Linked DNA regions of Sus scrofa: region 2 is linked to region 1. Evidence: chromatin contacts called from public HiChIP or PLAC-seq data. All regions are on one chromosome and are shown on one strand. The core of a region is the stretch at or near the end of the contact, and the rest is flanking DNA. Distances in the headings are between cores, read along the strand shown. Region 1 overlaps RUNX1 (runt related transcription factor 1). Region 2 has its middle 160 kb from the start of RUNX1.

Evidence for each region. HiChIP or PLAC-seq counts read pairs in DNA pulled down with a chosen protein or histone mark.
Region 2: a contact with region 1 is called in an H3K27ac HiChIP or PLAC-seq map of skeletal muscle. The contact joins two enhancer-like sites. A contact is called at or near these places in 2 of 2 datasets of contacts at active chromatin or transcription factors (alveolar macrophages and skeletal muscle).

Annotation. Positions count from the first base shown.
Region 1 is chr13:198,414,502-198,419,647 of Sscrofa11.1, forward strand. It overlaps RUNX1 (runt related transcription factor 1), which reads right to left. Exons shown (of 8, transcript NM_001246252.1): 6 at 1,393-1,584. Among named protein-coding and RNA genes, the nearest start is that of CLIC6, 170 kb to the left of the region's middle. Within about 2 kb of position 2,765, at least 14 of the 83 cell types and tissues checked have an H3K27ac peak or open chromatin away from gene starts, as enhancers often do. A contact at or near this core is called in skeletal muscle, where this site is marked.
Region 2 is chr13:198,792,911-198,798,056 of Sscrofa11.1, forward strand. No RefSeq gene overlaps it. Among named protein-coding and RNA genes, the nearest start is that of RUNX1, 160 kb to the left of the region's middle. Within about 2 kb of position 3,186, at least 1 of the 83 cell types and tissues checked has an H3K27ac peak or open chromatin away from gene starts, as enhancers often do. A contact at or near this core is called in skeletal muscle, where this site is marked.

The DNA of each region.
Region 1 (5,146 bases), core at 1,515-4,014:
ATTTGATTTCATTTCTCAGACCCCCTTAACATATGGAATTTTGAAAAAGATCAATATGCATATTTTGAGTAAGTACATGTGATTAAGTTCCAGGTGCCCAATGACTTCAAGGAAGCTCTTCTTAAAGACACCTGAGGCTAGACCAGAGATGGGAGGAGCCCCTCAAAGTCAAGCTTTAGGTTTCTCTTGTCCTCCAAAGGGCGACACTACAGACAGGACCCTTCATGGTTGTTTGCATGGTATCTTACGGGAGAATTTCTCCAGGAATGCTTCAGGCAAATATAAAAACCTCCCTCCCCCAGAGACATGACTGCGAGAGTGAAAGACCATAGGGCTCTGAGGGAAAGAGTGGTTGTGCCTGGCAGGAGCCCCCTGTGTGCCAACCCCAAAAGATAACTACAGGGTCTGGAAACCCTAAAGGGCTTAGGATGCAGGATGCTGGCATGTCCCACAATGCAACTCGAACAGAGGAAACGCCCGGGGGAGCTCATTTCTGCTGTCCTAGAAGGGCCAGGACCACTTCCCCTGCTGGCCACTTGCCCTTTCCCCCAGATGTGCTGCTTATCTCTTCCTTTGAGTTAAACAAGCCTGCTATGCTGAGAAAGGAATCTTACTGTGATCCTATCATACCCAGCTGTGTCCTGCACGGACCCGAGAAAATGACTGCATTTCGGAAATTTGAAATGGTATCACAGAGCAAATAATCATTGACGTCAGCAGTTTCTACAGTGTAAATGAACCCTGCGTATTATCTAATTTGGCACAGTGGGTTTTATGCCATTATTGTATTTTACAGTGTTTTTGCAACTGCCAGCTAACCCCATCGTGGGTGGGGGTGGTGGATAGCCTGCATTCTTTATTGATTGCAAATTTATTTATTGCAATGAATACGCTCCATGTGATGGTATCCAGAAACTCCTATTTTCTTCATATTCTCAAAAAAAAAAAAAAAAAAACTGTATTAAATACAACCCCCACGAACATTCTGTAGACGGTAAGAACTTAAAAACTCCTGGCCTTCACCTTGCTTAATGTGTGTATACGTGTTTTCCAGCCAAGCAGGTGAGAAATTAGCATAGCCAAAGCTAACTCTTAAAAAATTAAAGATCTTATCGGCAGAGTGATACAGATCTGTCCGTATCCTCTCGGTATCCTATGCAGCAGTGCCTCTAAATCAGGGGATCTTCTTACAATGCAGATCTGACTCAGTAGGTCTGGGGCAGCCGAGACTCTGCTGCTAACCAGCTCCCAGGCTGCTGGTTGAGGGACCACCCTTCCTGAGTATGAAGGAGAAGCCAGGATTGGACTAGGAGGGTTCTGCCCCAGGGCTGGGGGTGGCGGGGGTGGGGTGGGGGGAGTGAGGCAGGAAGCGGGCTCCGTCCGGGTACTTACCCTGCATCTGACTCTGAGGCTGAGGGTTAAAGGCAGTGGAGTGGTTCAAGGAGGCCCGAGGGTTGGGTGTGGGGGCTGGGTGGTGTGGGCTGACCCTCATGGCCGTGCGCCGCAGCTGCTCCAGTTCACTGAGCCGCTCGGAAAAGGACAAGCTCCCGGGCTTGGGCTGATCATCTAGTTTCTGACGATGTCCTATTGCGGGGAGGAGGTGGGGAAGGGAGAGGGAGGCAGGGAAGGAGGGAGGGAAGAGATCAGAAAATGTATTGTGGATTTGCTAAAATTCGGGCTTTTCTCCTCTTTCCCCTCCCTCTCCCCTCACCCCCAACGTGGATCCGCTGGAGAGTTTTGCACAGGTAGCTGTTCCCGTTGGGAATTCGGGGCCATTTTTCCCCACAGCAGACTGGGGCCCGTTTTGTCGCACTGGCCACTGGGTGTTCCGCCGGTCTGGGCCTGGCACCCACCCCGACTCCCTGCATCCATCTCCACTGTGTGGAACGCAGTGGGCATACAGGGCTTGGTGGCGGTGGTGATGGTGGGAGGGAGAGAAGGGGCATTAATTGGCTTATGGCATCTCTGTGGGCTGAGCTGAGGCGGGCAGGAAAGGAGCCCTCTTGGTGGCATGGGAACAGCTGCCCCAACTCCACACCCAACCACCGGCAGGTTTCAGAGGCAGCAAAGTGGGCCCTGGAGCTTAGAGGCGTGCCCCTTACAACAGGAAATGAGGTGTAGCTGCAAACCCACAGCCCGGGGAGGTCAGATTTCCTGTTAAGTGCCCAGGATGGGCAGCCCCTTGCCACCCACCCCCTCCTCTGCTTGCAAGCTTTGCGCCAGCATCCTTTCTTTTCTGAAGCCCACTTCTCCAAGTGCACCCCAAGTGTGGTGTAGCCCTGGACTCATTCAGTCCAAGTTTCCCAGCAGGCAGAGCTCACTGGAGCCCCAAGGGAGCCACCAGCACACTGGACAAGCCTGGGGCCTCAGGAATCCAAGGTGCGGGTGGGCCCCTTGGCATCTGTATCGACAGTAAATTTCCTTGCTCTGGTCAAAATCACCATCACCAGGATGCAGAGAGCAGAAGTCATTCCTTGGAGAAGGGTTGGGGCTCCCGCTTCCTCCCTTAATCCTTCACCAAAATGTCTTTAAACCAGAGACTCAGGCCTGCCCAGTGGAGCTGAGGCTCCTTGTACTAATGGAGCCATAATGGGGCTCAGCCAATTCAATCCTCTTTCAAAGAGGCTGCCCTTCTGCTCCTGCCTCACTCCCATGGTTCAAAGAAAGAGTCATTGACCGGTTTCACAAAACCACCCGATTGTCAAGTGGCCTCCAAACAAGATTGGAGGAGCAGCCTCCTGGCCCCAGACCTCAGTGAGAAAGAGGATTCCTTGACTCCACGCCCCCCAGCCGGGGGTGGGGTGGGGGTGGGAGAGGGACTTTTGAGCCCAGCTCCCAATGGCTACAATTATAAAATTAAATTTTATAACTTGTATTATGGTTCCAAATCTCCGTGGCTTGCCATTTCTTCCTGCTGCCAGCCCCCTTGGCACAGCTGACACTGTCTCAAATTCCAGACCAGAAAAAGGACCCACTATATTGCAGTGATTTTTATCACGAACAAGACCTGTTTGGCTCCGAAAGGAGGAAAAATACTTAAGCATAATATTTGTGTGGTTCAAATGCAACGCTCCCTCTTTTCATGTGTCACCAAGGCAAAACTGGACTCTGATTCAGCCCCACAGCCCGCAACACTCGGTCTGAACACAAGCAGCTGAGTCACGAGGGCCCAGCACACATGCGAGAGGCCTCTTACCGGCGGAGTATTTTAAGCACCGGTCTTGTGGGCGAAAGGCCATGGGGCCAGGTCCCGGAACAACCCCTGTCATCCCTTTCCTTCAGAAGTACGAAAACATCTTTTTCTAGAACGTTCTATTTCAATCATCGAGTCACTCGTTGTCTCCGGATGGAGCTTTCTTTGACTCCTCCCTTTCAACTTCCTGAAGTTTTCTTGCAGAACAGCAAACGATTTCAACTCAAAAGCCACCCAAAGCATAATAATCTTTTAAATGGCTACCACGACCTAATGCCTGGTATGGGGAGTCAAGGAGAGAAGGCGGCAGGAAAAATGATTCTGGAAAGTTCTACCACTTCAGAAAGAATGCCAGTTGGCAAAGTTATGGTGCAGAGGCTGCTGGCAGGTCTTGTACCCATTTCTAAATTTCACATTCCTTGGGCACCCAGTGGCATTTTTGAAGAACACCATGTCAAGGACAGTGGGTGATCATCGTGGGGAATGATATGTACCAGATCATTCTGAACACATGTCATTCGGTGTTTTGGAGTCTCCAGCCAACCTTTGAAGAGAGGCCTTCAGTTGTGTCTGCCTCAGCCACCAAGCTTGGGGACCATGTGCCACCAAGAAACCAAGAGGAATAAGTGATTTTACAGGTAAGCCACTACTGTGGCCAGGCACAACGAAGGGAAAAAAAAAAAAATGTTTTTTTTTAAACCCCTCTCGTTGCCCTGCACTTAAAAAAAAAAGTTTCAACATGTGAGCAATTTCTGCACCAGCTGACACCTGCCAAAATCGTAGTCATTTATAGAGATTAACTGATGACTGTCTGCTTGAGCAGGAATGTTTGGGCATAGCTCTCAGAGAAAACAATTCTTCACTCTAAGCTTTTTCCTAAGCCCTCAGAGTCGCGGGGCTGAGTTGAATGCCAGAGGAGGGGGTGAGAGTTCATTCCGCACCCTCCCCACGTGTGATCCCACCAGCAAGTAAGGCCATTATTACCCCTGCAGGGAACCCAGAGCCCCGGCATCACAGCTAGTGCCAAAGAGTTCTAACACCAGGACACCGGGGAAATAAAAAGCATTATCGTATTGAAGGTGTGGTTCGGATGCATTTATAAGCTGGATCACAGGAAGACTTAATTCTTCTTTTCTGAAACCATCAGATTTCATGTGCCAAAGAGCAATATTTTGTGTGAAATATAGAGGCTTCCGATATAAACTTTCAAGCTAAGGAAAAATGAACGCTTTATGTCTCCAGTTTCCTGTATCTGTGTGCAATTAAAATGTCAATTTGCCTCCTGAATTTTAAATACAGGAGCATGGAAAATGTCCACTATCAAATTCACTTTTCTTCTTTCTTGCCGAATACTGAACTTTAGAGGGCAACAGGGAATTCAACCTTGGATCAAACCTTCTGGTGGAATTACCCCATGCAGTCTCAAACATAGGCGTGCTGGCTGCCTGGGTTTTTAAATACTCTGTAAGTCAATTGCGAATGTTTACGTGGTGGTTCTGTAAATAACAGCGGCTACCTCAAGACTTCATATGGAGACATCTTACTGAATCTTTAGCAGAGTTGAAAAGGCTCCTACATGATGTTTCTCTTTTCCTATTTTCACACGTTTGAAAAAAGGACTGGATTAGAATTTTATATATGTATGCAAAACTATACAAAGCCAAAAGAAAAAAAAAATAATCTCCTCTGCTAAATTTTACTTCTTTGCTCCAAAGACAAACATCCCATAGTCTTTTGGAACTGGTGCCCACAAGCTTCCCTAAATGTTAGAATATTTGAGATGGATGATGAAATCAGCTTTCAGTTTTCTGCTCTAAAAAACTAGGCTGGGTAAATACGCACATCTCATTGACAACTGAAGTGCCTTTTTAAAAAAAATCACTGTTGATCTGTGGTTGTAACTGATATATAATTCAGATCGTCCTTGAATTATGATGGGGTTTATGCCCCAAT
Region 2 (5,146 bases), core at 1,936-4,435, 380 kb after region 1:
AAAATAAAGCATGACCTAAAAGGAGCCACCATTAGACAGGAAGCTGGTCCTGCAACTGGAGAACAGTGGGAGCTAAAGTGAACAGCAATCACATTTCCAGAGAGCTGTGAGAAAAGAACTCAGCCTAGAACTGTGTACCCAGTAGAAATATCTTTCAGCAAAACAAAGGTATTTTTAGATGAACGGCAATGAGAAAATCTATTACAGCAAATCCTCAGATGGAACTTCTTTAGAAGGTACGCTCCAGGGGGAAGAAAAATGACTCCAAAAAGCAGGTCAGAAACAGATGACGGAGAGATGAGCAAGAAATCACACGTGCCTTGAAAACACAATGCAAAGCAAAAGATGTTTTCACAGGTTCGTTCATTTATCAGAGAGCCGTTTACAAAAAGTTTAAACATTCAGAATTTATCTTATCTTGGCCCATACCTAAGAGGAAATCTGCAAAGAAAATCAGGCAATAATAAACACTAAGTTTCAGATAGTGTGTACCCACTAATTAGAAAGAAAGCAAAGAGAGTTTCAATGTACGTTTATGCTCTATTTCCGGAGCTGTGTGGTGAGTACAAGAATGCTTATTTTATACCTTGGATGTAAGTTATATGCCACACATATTCTTTGGTATGTTTGAAACATTCCTTAATATAAAAGATTTAAATATTGTCTCAAAATCCACCTTGAAAATTGCAGATAATGATGAATTTTGAACAGAAAAAATTAAAAATTTTTCTTAAGCTTGTATGTATTCATTTCCACTAGAGTTCCCTGGATGTCCTCTGTCAAAGCACTTCTCAGGCTGCACTGTCATGAGCTCTCTCCTGCTAGACTGCATGCCTGCGAAGGCAGGGACCTGTTTCGGTGGTTCTTCAACATGTAGCCAATGGTCCAGGCACAGCAGTGGATGCTCATGGGAGTTCTGTGACTATGTATCAAGTGGATGAATAAAAGATGCATCCTCTGCCAGGCAGTCCTGGTTTTCCATGTAGGTTTCCTCCCACATATGTGCCAAGTCAAGATGTGCTTTTTAAGTTTTTAAAATTTTTAATTAATTTTTTAAGTGTAGTTGATTTATAATGTTGTGTTAATTTCTGCTGTACGACAAAGTGATTCAGTTATACACTGCACATATCCATTCTTTTTCAGACTCTTTTCCCATATAGGTTATCACAGAGCATTGAGTAGCGTCCCCTACTCAATGGGTCCCCATTGATCATCTGTTCCATATACAGTTGTGTGCTTGCTGTCCCTCCCCCGCTACCCTTCCCCTTTGGTAGCTGTTTTTTTTTTTTTTCAAAGTCTGTGAGTCTGTAGAGTTTTGTAAATAAGTTCATTTGTATCATTTTTAAAGATGCGTTTTAATGGAGTTCCCTGGTGGCACAGGAGGTTAGGGATGCAGTGTTGTCACTGCTGTGGCATGGGTTCAGTCCCTGGCCTGGGAACTTCCTTGTGCTGCAGGCACAGGCATAAAAAGAAGATGCATTTTGAGTATTTGAACCGTTTATAAATGGTTCTCTGATGGATGAATTGATCTGTGAGTTTAGCATCTTTCGTATTGCATTAAACTTGTGAGGTTTCTCTGTTTTCCCAGTTCTGTTCCTGTTCCACTGCACAGTGTAGAGGACACAGGCTCACAAGTGTGTGCATGCTCGTGGACCCATGTGTACCTGTGCACGCTCACACACAAACCACACACTTAATCACATCACATACCACATGCAATGCAACATGCACTATGCACCACACACACCACACCATGCACACATACCATACACACACACACCACATGCAACACAACATATATCACACATACCACCCCCCACACACCACATACAACATACACTATATACTACACATACCCCCGCCACATACACACCATACATCTACAAGCAAATGTTCCACAATGCTTTCATGCCACCATCTGAGAATTCTAACGAATGTATCAAATGAAATATTTTAAATTATTTCACACATGCTACCAGGTCACAAGAATACGAATTCATAAAAAATAAGACATTGAAACTGAATTAGCAACAGAGAACAGGCTTATTCCGTCTCTTAGCAGAGAGGAAAGCAACATGAATGCTGGGCAGGACACGGGTGCTGTGCACAGGGAATTTTGGGGGTCCCTCTAGACGGTAGTTACAACCTTCCAGGAAGTTAGACGGGCTGAGTAGGTTCCCAGAGCATTGCTGTAAAGTCCTTTTGTTTATTTGAACTGTCTCACCTCCCTAGCCCTATGGCCCCCTGGCCATGTTCCCTGTTTCTTGTGAGAACTCTGGCCTAAGTTCCTTTATTTCAGAACTAACCAGAACTACTTGCTGCAGTGGCTACATCAGTGGGCCTCAGGGTAGGGGGACGGTGCCTGAGATTCCTGCAGAGATCTATGGGAAGTGACATTGCGGTGACCTGCAGTGACAGCAAGCCTGTGACTCGGCCTTGGCAGGTGGGGATGGGCCATTCTCACTCATGGAGCTTGTTGGGTGGCCCCTTGCTGAGTCCTTATCATCAGGGGGAATGTGTCCCACTGCTGGGACACAGGAGACATGAGAAGATGGGCACATTGGTATTTGTAGGATGGGTTAACCTTCTGGATGGGAAAGCAATCTGAGAGCTGCTTACTTACATGCAAAACTATATCTCCCTTTCTGCTTTGTTCCCTAAATCGCTCAGAATTTGATCAGTGGGTAAACATGCACAGGAATCCAGGAGCAAGGTAGCCAGTGAGAAACGTGTTCACTTTGACTCTTGAGGTGTCCAGGAGAGCCCTCCCTACGAGCTTCTGGAAAGATGGTGAGGGTGGCAAGGTAGATCCCCCCAGTCATAGTCAAGGGAGGATCTGATGATCTAATAAACAGCCCTCCCTTTCTCTCCTGAACCTGAACCAGAGACCCTGTGATCCTCCTTCAAGACTTTTCTTAGCATTTATTTGCATGAGTGAGTGAGGTGGGTGGGAAAGGGAGAAATGAAAAGTAGAATCTGCCTTGGGCCAACCCTCCCTCTCCTCAACCCCCCTCCCCGGACAAACCTTGATCTTGGGATCATAGACCCTTAAGGTTGGAGGAGATGGCACAGAGGAAATTGCTGAGGAGTGGGAAGAAGAATGGGACATGGGACGGGATGGACAGGGACACATGGAAGGGCCTCCCCAGAAATCTGGCTCCTGCTTCAACAGCTCTTTCAGATGTGCTGTATTCCACTGAGATCAAATGCTCAGGAGCTGGGCAGTTTTCCAAGCTGTCCTTAATTGTACTCTTGACAGCATAGCTTTATTATTGGTTTCTAAGTTTTATGAATGCCAAGAAAATCAGACACCATAAAATGAAGGCTAGATTTTAAAACCAAGTAATAACCGTACCTTTCATGTCTCTGTGTTTCCCAGTAGACAGCACATTTTTTTATACCCATGATAGTATTTCTCCTCATTACCATGGTATGAGGTAGGCAAAGACTTTGCATATGAAAAAACTGAACCTTGGAAAGGTTAGGTCATTTTCCCCAGGTCATACAGCTGGTCAGTGGAGGGATCAAGACTAGGAATCAGGACTTCCTTTTAAGTCAGTAGTTTAGTTCTAGCAGGTCTCTGATCCCTCTGCTATTGATGAAAATTTGACCCTGGCTCTGCTACAAAGGATACAGATAATTCACTCACTGACAAATTTCCCCCAGTGTTCTCTCCCTTTCTCCATAAAGTTGGTCATTATTAGGATAATTAGACCTCCCTGAAAGCTGAAAATATGAGATATTTTGGATGGTAACATCGAGAAAAATTGTCTTCAATTTTTTCTGAACTGTGAGAAAATGCTGTGAAAAGAAATTGATTTTGTCATGGTCTGTTGGGAAGATAATGCAATTCTCTACTTTTTCTGGGGTCATTTCATCAGTTAGAGAATCCATCAATTGTCAAGTTCTGGAGAGGTAGGTGTATTGTCCAAATCTGGCTAGAGAAAGACTCTCCTCAGAAGTTGGCATGAAACCGTGAACCAGGATGCATAAATCCTGCCCTTTCTTGCCAATGCAAAGCAGGCTGGGTCCTTTCTGAAGCTAAATGCTTCCAATAATTGGGTGACAATTTATAAGAGAAATTCTGGCACTGAAGATCAGGTGTGACCTTCATGAAAGAAATATCTAATTTACAAACCTGAGAACTCCTGTTCCCATTTCTTTATTACTCTCCATGTACATGAGGGTTTGCCTGATGAGAGCAGCTCATGGTCATCCAGGAGCTCAATAAACGTAGGCACATCTGAGGCTGTGGCTATAGAAGTTTGTAGGCTGAAAACTATTTGATGGTGGCCAGAAAGCAAAAAGTCTTTCAGTGGGTTCCATCTGCATGACACTTCCAAAGAAACTTAAGAAATATTTAATTGTGGTACCCCATATCATGCAGGGGGGAAAATGTCCTCTCAAACACTGTTGTTTGGTGTGAACAACTCCATGACTTGAAAAGCAAAATTTAGCCATTTCTCTAAAAAAAAAAAAAATGCCTATCTTTTGGAGTTTGTCATAAATTCCTCCTCTAGGATTTTTTCATAAGTAGAAACTGCTGGATGAGAACAGAGAGGTCCAGCCAATAATGCTTATCTTGGCATTGTTAGTCAAAGCAAGCAACGAGCAGCAACCTGCCCGTCAGTCCCTGGGCAATGGGTTGGCTGAAAGGTGGCCTAGTTACGCCGTAGAATGTGGAGGAACAGATATGCCTCTCTTCAGTCTACAGAGGAAAAGACAGTCTCTCTGTTCTATCGTGATGTTATCTCCACTACACACAAAGCAGAAAAAGTGAATTACTGGATGTTTTGTATGTTGAGATTCTATTTTTTGGAAAAGATAAAAATAAAAGGGCCTAAGTACATAACATATGATCAAACGATTGTATGTACGTAAATAACGGACTGGAGAGGGATGTACCAGGTTTGAATGGCTTTCACCTCTTGGAAGAGAGGATGAGGAGACGCTTTCTTTTTCTCTTCATTGTTCCCTCCCCCTTCTTTCCTTCCTTCCTTTGTATACACAGTCCAGTATTTGTAAGGTTCTTTCACTGAGCAAGTACTGTTTTCAGAACTTAAAATGTGAAAAACAATTTAAGGAAGAAATAGCCAACACGTCTGGGGAATAGGTGTATACCAGGCATGATGCTAAATACTGTGGG